Linked DNA regions of Zea mays: region 1 is linked to region 2. A link is a contact called in public Hi-C data. All regions are on one chromosome and are shown on one strand. The core of a region is the stretch at or near the end of the contact, and the rest is flanking DNA. Distances in the headings are between cores, read along the strand shown. Region 1 holds the start of LOC100284904 (beta-amylase). Region 2 holds the start of LOC100383648.

Region 1 (4,484 bases), core at 208-2,707, 330 kb before region 2:
AGGCGCTCCTCCGCCGTGGCGTCCGGCCGCGCCTCCACGCCGGCCGCGATCACCGCGCAACCGTGGCGCGCGAACATCTCGGCGACCGGGCCGTACCCGCCGTGGAATCCCGCGGTGGCGTCCGCGGGGCTCGGGCCCGTCCCCGGCCCTCGCAGGAGTGGCACCTTGGCGGACAGCTCCACGGGCTTGCCGCGGAACGCGCTGGACGCCGCGGCCAGGACACGGTCGCCGTGCGCCAGGAGCTCCCCGGTGTACCAGGACAGGAAGAACTCCCCGTAGGCCGACTTCCACGAGCCCCCCAGCTCTCTGAAGAAGGCGGACGACTCCGGCGACTCGTCGTCGTACCGCGGCCCGTCGTGTGGACCCGACAGGCCCCACAGTGGCTGCCCCGACGACTCGGCGTGACGCTTCAGCCGTGCCAGCATGTACTTGTCGTAGCACTGGAACTCGCCGACGCCGTCGAAGCCACGGGAACCCTGGTTCCCCGGCGGGTATGACGGGTACTGTAGCTCGCCGTTAGGACCCAGGCTGATAGTCACATCCTGTGCCATGAACGAACGAACCAAAGAGAGAAGATTCAGTTTCCCAAATTAAAAGAACGCAAAAAAGATTTTAAGTGTGTTCTCCTCCTGGACCAGGGCTCCTCTTACCGTGATCGTTGACCCGAACAAGTCATCGAACTCTTCAGCAAAGCTGCGGAAGAAGGCCTCGTAGGCCTGGAGCGGCGACTTGCCGACGAGCACGGGGAGCTCGTCGACGGCAAAGGAGAGGCAGCCCATGCGGCGGTGGCCGGAGCGGTCGGTGAAGAGGACGTCGGGGTCGGCGGCCGCCGCGTCGGCCACCCATCCGGGGAGCGCGTCGCCGTCGGTGCGGAGCGAGACGCGGAGGTCGAGCCCCGCGTCGCGGACCATGGCGGCGACGGCGCGGTACCCGGCCCACTCGAACCAGCCCCCGGGCCCGGGCTGCGCGACGGCCCAGGACACCGGCAGCTCCACGCCGTCGACGCCGAGCAGCTTGAGCGCGCGCAGCGCCGCCGAGACGGCCCTGGGGCGGCCCACGCCGCGGCCGTCGGAGACCACCGCGTCCGCGGGGAGGCCCACGAACAGCCTCACCGCGGTGTCCATTCCCTCGCCCTCCGCCGCCCGCTCGCCGCCGGCGGCCTCGGAGACGAGCGCCCGCACGGGGCCCAGATGCCTGCTGCTGCTAGCCCGGACAGCCCCGCTGACCGCACGCCGCGCCGCTCCGAGCCGGACGGCGCCTGCTCGCTGCTGGCCCTGGCCATGGCTAGCCAGCGACGCGTCCCCCACGCACCGCCACCTCGTCGGTGTCGCCGTCGCCGTCGCTGCCGCCTGCTGCGTCAGTGCTGCCTCCATTGGCTGCTGACTGCTGTCCTGTTCACCACGCTGGTCGGGGAGCGTCGATCGTTGGTTCGTTCGCTTGGTGGTGGTCGTAGTGTATTTTCCCTCCCAATTCGTCGGGGCGCGCGTATTTATGGACAGTAGGCCGGTGCCAGCGCCACGTCGCAGGGAGCCAGCGCGCCGCAAAAAAACACACAAGCTCATGTGCTGCTCAAGTTTATCGCCGGGTTTTCCTGCGCCGCTAGATTCTATCGAGCCACTGACGGCTGGGGCCCATCCGTTCTATCGCGTCAGATCTTGCCGCGCCCGCGCCGCCCCGCCCCGCGCCGCCCAGCCAGGTTGATTCGTCGAATGACGAGGTGGTGGGACTACCCTTGGAAAAGACGAGTGTGGGACCGACACTTGTCCTCGGAACGTGGGGCGGTTCGAAGGCGTTTCGCGTCATTTGGCAGTTGGCACCATCGGGAGCACAGTACGGATTACTACTTGTGGTTTGTGGATAAGGGTGGCACGTAGGAACGTGGAGGCGCCAGCGCCACGCAGACGCCGGCGAGGCCTGGCCGCGGACTGGGGTACGGGGCGCGTGCGGTGTGTCGCTGCCGCGGCGGCGTACGTGGAAGTGGAACGTGGTGTTGGTGTGGGCGTGTGGCTGGGCGGCGCCGAATCGCTGGCGCGAGCCGCGTTCGTGGCCACCGTTTCACCGCGCCTCGCCGCCGATCTTGGGGGCAGGGCCCAGGACGCGTTGCCGGGCTTCCTGCGTGCGCTCTGCATGCGACGGGCGACGGCTTTCCGCGCCATGCCATGCTTCCGAGTCCGAGCCATGTGAGAGGCTGGTTTTGGATATGGATCCAGCACCAACCGATCTGGAAGATGTGGTGGACACGTCTCTTATATGTCAAAAATTCAAAAACTGAAATGAGATGTATACACGAACATGGGTTGAAATGGACTGCGGCGTTCGGTCGGTCTTGCACATAGTGCTGGGAATATGGGGTAGAGCTTTTTGGCCAGCACGAGCATGGTACAAAAACATGAGCCCAAAACATGACCCGACACGAAATAATACGGACCGGGCTAGCGCGGCTTGAAGACGGGTCTGGGTCGGGCCTCAAATTCCAGCCTATAAGGCACCCGACACGACCCGCACAGATGGGCCGAACTTAGACCGACACGGTTCAATAAAGCCCAAATTGTTTAATTCCTTTAATTTAGTAGGCTATCGACTTTATATTATTGTGATATTTGGAGTTTATGTGGTTAAATGATGCTAGGATTCTTTAATATCTTTAATTTAGTAAGTTATGAACTTTTTGTTGTTGTAATATTTTGATTTTATGTGGTCAAATATATGGGTCGGGCTTGGGCCGACACGACCCAATGAAGGCATGACGTGATTTAGGGCCAAACTGAGCCACTGTTTTACTTCGGGCTGGCACGATATGTTCTAAAAATATTTTGGGTTTTCCTGATCTAAATCCGTTTGGTACGAAGCACGATAGGCTTAGAACCGGCTCAATGGCTACTAGCACGACGTGGTACTTTTTTTTTGGTGGCAAAGTTATTTGCGCTATTATGGTACTCGTTTGAGATGGTTTCTCTATAACGTGGTTTCTATATAACAATATTTACAGATTAGGCTTTTTTATAGTAGTGCTTACAAGTGACCAACTTTTCTAAAACAATATTTCATATTTATTTCATCCATCTCTATTTTCTTTTCCTAATTTCTACCGCTTAAAAAGATATTTTTTACCCTTAATCGGTCATAGTATATAAAGTATAACCACATCTGGTTTAAGAACGAATAAATACATTTAATTCTATATATACAACTGCATCGATGTGGCTAAAAAAGACTTTTCTAACCCAGATCGCGCCGGTGCTGTCGTCCTAGACATCAACGACAGCCGTGACCTGTTGTCCAACCAAAAAAATTAATTACGTATGGCTAGACGATCACGTCCGTAGCCACCGTCCGATGCTGACAAAGGAGAGTAGCCGTGAGCCAAGAGGCAAACCAGGAGGAGCGACTATCTGGGCCGGTTACCTGAGCAGGACGGTGATGGTTACTACTTAGGGCTTGTTCGGTTATTTTCAATCCATATGGATTGAAGGGGATTGATACGGATTGAGGGGGATTTTGACTTAACTAGGTCAGTGCCCGTGCGTTGCAACGGGGACCTATAATATCTCGATAATTTATATATACAAATGTGTTATGCAGTTATGAGATAAAGGATGACATTCGCGAGCTGTCCGGGCTGAATAATGTTTTCTATCTCCCAAGCCTTGTTTATTCTATAATAGAACATTTTTGAAGAAATGGTTCCGGCTGAATCGGAAGCTGCTTCTACTTCTGTGATTTGAGGCGGTTCCCACTTACCAAGCAATCTAAAATAGCATTTCCATCAAATATTCCAGAATTGAAGTACATAATAATCTGCCGTGACAATCTACTCAGTGCCTATGCCGTGACATTCCCTTTCTACCAAGAAGCCAACTCGTAAAAGAGACCTCACCAGATGATGCACCGCAACCTAGCTTTGCACGAAGGCGAGGGTCTCATAACAATATAACACATTTATATATAAGTTATCATGATATTATATGTTCCCGTTGCAACGCACGGGCACTAACCTAGTTTAATTATAATTTAAGCGGGGATGGGGATCTCCGACGGGGATTTATCCCCGCGGGGAACGGGGATGGGGAAGAAATGTCCCCCGCAAACGTTCGTGGGGATCCCCGCGGGGAAATTTTTTCGTCGCGGGGACGGGTTTGGGGAGCTAAAACCCGACGGGGAATTCCCCGTTGCCATCCCTCCGCAGGCTTGTTGACCAGTTCACCAGTCCAATTTCAAAATTGTATGTTCAAACGTAGTGGGATGTCACGTCTAAACAAACCCATATGTTTCCATCATTTGGATGCCAAATTGCCAATGCCCTCTTTTTTTTCCTAGGCAGGGACGGGAAAACCTCACGTTTGGCGCTGCGCTCACAATGACCATACAAGACTCAGAACGCGTTTGCCGCCACGGCCAGCAGCCTGGCTATGCTGCCGGCTGCAACTCTCATGTGTTTAGGTAGCCTAGCTATTATACGCCTGCAAATTTAGCCTTTCAGTTTG
Region 2 (5,174 bases), core at 2,303-4,802:
AAGAATCATGCCATGGCATATCCATATCTCACCTTCTTGTCTTCCTCTTCGCTTTATAGCGCGAAATGACCGAGTCACGGTCAGGGCATGGGACAACATCAAATCCACTCCTTTTGGGTAGACCTTGCATTGGCATGCCAATGCCAGGATTAGCCTGGTGGTTATCTTCCTTACTGCTACCATTGCTCATGCTGGGGCAGATTTCCGACAGTGGAGCAAATGAAGACAAGCACGGTTCAGCCGAGTTGACTGGAGCCTGATCATATGTGACCTCGAGCTTACATGCATCATTTAGATCATGATATTCACTGTTGTTCCATCTGCCATTCTGCCAGCCAGAAAGAAAAAAAAACAGCTTGTTGATTAGTGTCCAAATAAGCATGCACTGGGAACAAGTGTACATGTAATTTATGTTTTCTAGAGCGATTTGCTTTTACACCCTATAATTAGACTTTAGTCTCCTTTTTCCATTACCAAGTCCTACCACAGCATGTGGCAGTACTATTTCCTGAACGAGGCATGGCCCTGCACTACGGCAGTATCAAATCATTGTTTCAGATTTAGCAATCGACCTTTTGGTGGTATATCTAGAAAAGAGAAAAAGGGTGCAATAGAAAGTTCTTGTGATCTTATTCCGGTTATCCAAATCGAATTTGGAATATTCTTAACTACAGTGACTTCTTTCTGATTCCAAAGTGTTGTGTCATGGTGTTAACACTAGGAACCTCAGATTCAGAATATATCCTTCTTGAAGACAGCTATGACTCAATGGAAAGTGTGTTGAGCATATGACAAGAATCCGTATGGTTTCTGCCATACAAAAGGAAATGCTACAAACATATCTTCCCTTGGCATAAGTTTTTGAATCTTCGTTGATGTTGTGGCGACTTTTTTACTGGACTTTTTTGTCCAGTGAGAAGAAATCGCATGTTTTGTGAATAACAAGATTTTTCATGACTTCTGTAAGTGTTGACTTTATCCATAGTTTGTGAACAGCATGGATACTCACTACTCAGCCATCACAGATATTCTTAACTACAGTCACTTCCTTACTCCCGGGAGGGCGGGAATGTATGCTGAAGTCATGGGACTTGGGCAGTTTCAGAATATAATTTTAGATAATGGGAAGTACTAAAACGATCCGGCTTTCCCCTCTTGCGAGGTTAGGGCCAACAGTTTACATCACTTGGAAAAACACTCCCAACAAGCACGAAGGACACAACCTCCAGCTAAAACCTTAGAGACAAACTAATTGTTGGACACCAAAAAAGGTCTAGCGGACGGTCCGCGGTCCGGACAGTCCGCGGTGATGGCGCGGACGGTCCGCGCGTGCGCAGAGTCAGTTAGGGTTCCTAGTTTCTCGTGGGATTTGTTACCTAGAACCGCGGGATTAACTCGGGAAACAGTTTGAAGCGGATCCAGACCTCCCCCTTTATATAGATGAAGGGCTACGGCCGATTGAACCCCCAACAATCGATCAAATAAAATCTATTTCTCGTTTTTACCTTATGCAATTAGGAATAGTTCTAGTCTAGTTCTAGTTTAGCCTCTAAACCCCAAATTCTCCGCTTCTCTTCGACTCTACGTCGATTAGAGGAGTCTAGGTCGGTCTGCCCGAGCCTAGACAACCCCTAGGATCTCTCCTCCCCGACGGGGTCCCCCCCGGGGGCGAGATCCAGGCGCCGCCGGCGACCTTCGCTGCCCCTGCGCACGCGCGGACCGTCTGGCCCGTCAGGCAGGGAACCCTAGCCCTGCGCCAGGCCGCGGACCGTCCGCCTCTGTGCAGAGAGCACCGCCGCCGGTTCGTGTTGAGTGATTGGCGCCCGAAAAAGGCGTCAACACTAATTTAAAGCAATCCTATTCGAAAAGCGTCAACCAAAACGAGCAAAGATATCCACGACCACCGTTTCTAACCGGCGACAAGCATTCTTCAACAAGACGCCATCAGCTTCACATTTGTTGATGGGTATCGGTATATCACTTAATGGAAAAGATCCGGCAGTTTCAGAATATATACATTCCTCATCAGATAGGTATCGGTTCATCACTTAATGGAAAGCATGTTTTGAGCATATATAACTATATGTTGTAGATTATGCCATCTATGGTTTCTGCCATTGAAATGGAAATGCTTCAGCACTAACTTGTCTAGGAAATGAGTCATACCCCGTTTGGATGTAGATATTCAGGACTGGAATTGGGAATTGGAATCAAGATTTCTGAATTCTACTGTTTGGTTGTTAATGAATTCTGTTGTTTGGTTGTCTAATGAATTCAAATGAAAATGTTCGCTGCAGCGGTGACTGAGGCGGCTGCCGGCTGTATTTTTTTAATACAATGTTACTGTAGATTGAACTGCAATACAGACAGCCGCAGCCGCTTCTAGCTAAAAAGAACCTGGCTAGATGTCTACATCCATAGTTTTAGTTCGTAAAAAACAGGGTATCATAAACAGATTCAGGTACCCAGATCAAACATCGCAAAGAGTAGTCATGGTTGTAACCTCATGGTTGTCCTCTGTTCCAAAATTGCCATGTCCAGTGGCATACTGTGGTGACGCCCAGGAAGGGAACTGGTCTCCACCAGCTTGCTCTGCCTCCTCACGACCTGCTGATGCCTGCATACCGCCATCAGACTCTGCGAGCTCCCCCAGCTGCCGAAGAATCTCCTCGTTCACCTTCCGGTCCGGCGAGATGCTCCGGTTCTTGTGCATCGGATAACCAGTCGAGAATTTAGGTCACAGAAATCAGAGTAAAACGTAGACATGACTGGTAAACTTTAGTGGGGCAGTGATGTATGGGGAAAAAAGCATTGCTACTACCTTGGGCGAGGGCGGCGTTAGGAGGGGTTCGAATCCATGGCAAGGGGTGGTGGGCACGATGAGATCCTCCAAACTCAGCACCTGGGGCTCCTCCCAGATGTTCCACCAGGCACCATCTTCGGCGGCCGGCTTGTCGAAGAGGGGCACCGCGAGGAGCGCGGCGAGGTCGCTCGCCGGAGGGCACCCGGAATAGGGCTGCACGGCGCAGCGGTCGTGGAGCGGCGGGTCACCGCCATCCCGGTGCCTCCCGAAGTCGCAGTTGGAGCAGAGGAAGGCGGAGGTCGAGGCGCGGCGGAAGACGGCCCCGGCGGCGCAGCAGCCGGCGCAGAGCGGGGCGCGGGCGTGGCGGGAGCAGACCCCGTTGGCGCCGTGCACGAGGCGGTCGCACGGCAGGCAGAGCCTGGCGGAGTCGGCGCGGCAGTAGACCGCCGCCGCCGCGGTCCCGCAGTAGTCGCAGGTCGCCGCCTCCGCGCCGGCGCCGTTGCCGGCCTCCGCCTCGCCGGGTGCGGGTTTCTTGGCCTCCTCCGCGTCCGCCGGCTCTGGTTCATGGTCCCGCCCCGCGCCCAACAACTCGTCCCGCCGGTCGTCGTCACCCTCACCCATGCCGTTGTTGTACTGGCGACGACAAGCGCTAGTGACTGAGTGCTGGATCGTGAGACTGGGCTAGAGTAGTAGGATGAGACGGTAGTCTGCGCCTCTGCGGAGTGGTGGAAGAGACGGGCCCTGTTTCGCTTCCGTTTGCCCCGACCGGCTTTGCTTGGGGGATAAGAAGGTGGAGACTGGACTGGAGCGAGAAACGTGAGCGCCGTAAATGCTGAAAGGGACAGCCTGAAAGGGAGGCGCAACGCACGACGTCGACGAAGGACGGAAGAACGAGAGCGGAGAGCCAGAGGCTCGCCCCGCCCCCTGTGCCTGTACCGTCTACCGTGTGCTGCTACTTGTCTGCTCGGCGACTCCCCGCGAAGGCGCGAAGCTTTGCGCTGGACTGGGCAGGTGTCCCGTCATCTCGTCGGTTACCTTGTCACCGCATCGGCCATCGGGTGTACGTGACCGATGACTCGGTGACCCCGCACAGGCACGGCACGGCGCCGACTCGTGATCTTTGCCGCGAGAAGCTCTTTTTGTTTCTCGACGTGATGGCAGTTGGCAAAGGCACTCGGGACGAGGTCGTAGTACCTACGCGCGCAGCGGCGCAGGGAGGGAGGTCATGCGGTGTGGTCGCTTTCGGAGAGGGGACAAGGACGAAGAGAAGGGGTCGCAATGGTCGTTGCTCGGGAGGGTAGGGCCGTAGGGGAAGGAGAGAACAAAAGCCACGGAGCAGCAGCAGCTTCGCCATGGTTCGACTTCGACGGGGACGGGATCTGGGAAGAGAGCAGGTGCACTTGTCTGGCGGGAAATATCTGATGTACGACCCGGCGGGAGATGCTGCCGTTGGTGGACAGCTCGGCGGCAGCGGAACCCGCGGGAGTTTCGTGACGTCACCAGTGACGATTTCGTCCCTCGAGTTTGGGGGTGGGGCTTTTATTTTTACACTACAAAAAGATAGTCTTCTATTTTTTTGTTAACGACTACTCAATCAAATGGACAAAGGAAGCTCCACATTGATTACTCTGAAAAAAGCGGTTGTGTCATGTACAAACGGTTTAGTGAGAATCACTAAAAGTTGTTTCATATATATTTCACAGTTTCATCTTAAGGCCGCTAAAAGAATGTCAACAGTTATTTTTAATTTTGCACTACGTAGAAATCCAGCTTTTAGAAAAAGTTATTTTCTAGATTGAGTCCTTTGGCTTGGCTTATGAAGATCAAAAACCAAAAGCCAAACAAAACACACCCTGAGGAACCAGCCTATTCATATGACATTGAGATTACTTGCAAAGCCAACTTGAAGAAAACCATTTGCGAGTCATGACTTCCACATACTACACACATGGATCTAAGGAACATGAAAAAACTCATATACTATCATCAAGTAACGCAAAGCTCAAGGTGGTTCACCTAAGGGTTAACAGGCCCCATATAAATCTGTATCTATTTGGTTGGTGCCTTCGTTTAGCACTTTTTGTGGCGAGCAAAACTAAAATACATTTACGATTGACTATAATAGCATCTATACCCCTACATGAATTTTGTTGATTAATAATAGCATAAGATTATTGAGATTATGTATGTTTTGCACAAACAATATGGGTGAGGTCACGCTAACGAAGATTGATTAGGCTTATGTAGTTTTCGTGTCCTCTGTTGATGGAAATCAATTGTCGGTTTCAAATGATGCGCCAGAAGGTTAAGCATCGACTAGTTCTAAGTGTTAGTGGAGTTGTTGGACTCTTAGAGTAGTGATATGACCTTT

The links. Hi-C and Micro-C count contacts between places; a contact is called where the count stands out from the background.
Region 1: a Hi-C map of bundle sheath shows a contact between it and region 2, with 3 times the contacts expected there. The contact joins the promoter of LOC100284904 here to the promoter of LOC100383648 in region 2. A contact is called at or near these places in 5 of 25 Hi-C or Micro-C datasets (bundle sheath, endosperm, leaf and 2 more).

Annotation. Positions count from the first base shown.
Region 1 is chr1:60,231,824-60,236,307 of Zm-B73-REFERENCE-NAM-5.0, reverse strand. LOC100284904 (beta-amylase) reads right to left here and starts at 1,457. Exons shown (of 2, transcript NM_001157799.2): 1 at 651-1,457; 2 at 1-542. The coding sequence starts at 1,373.
Region 2 is chr1:59,902,759-59,907,932 of Zm-B73-REFERENCE-NAM-5.0, reverse strand. It overlaps LOC100383648, which reads right to left and starts at 3,552. Exons shown (of 4, transcript NM_001176293.1): 1 at 2,822-3,552; 2 at 2,504-2,704; 3 at 33-328. The coding sequence starts at 3,424.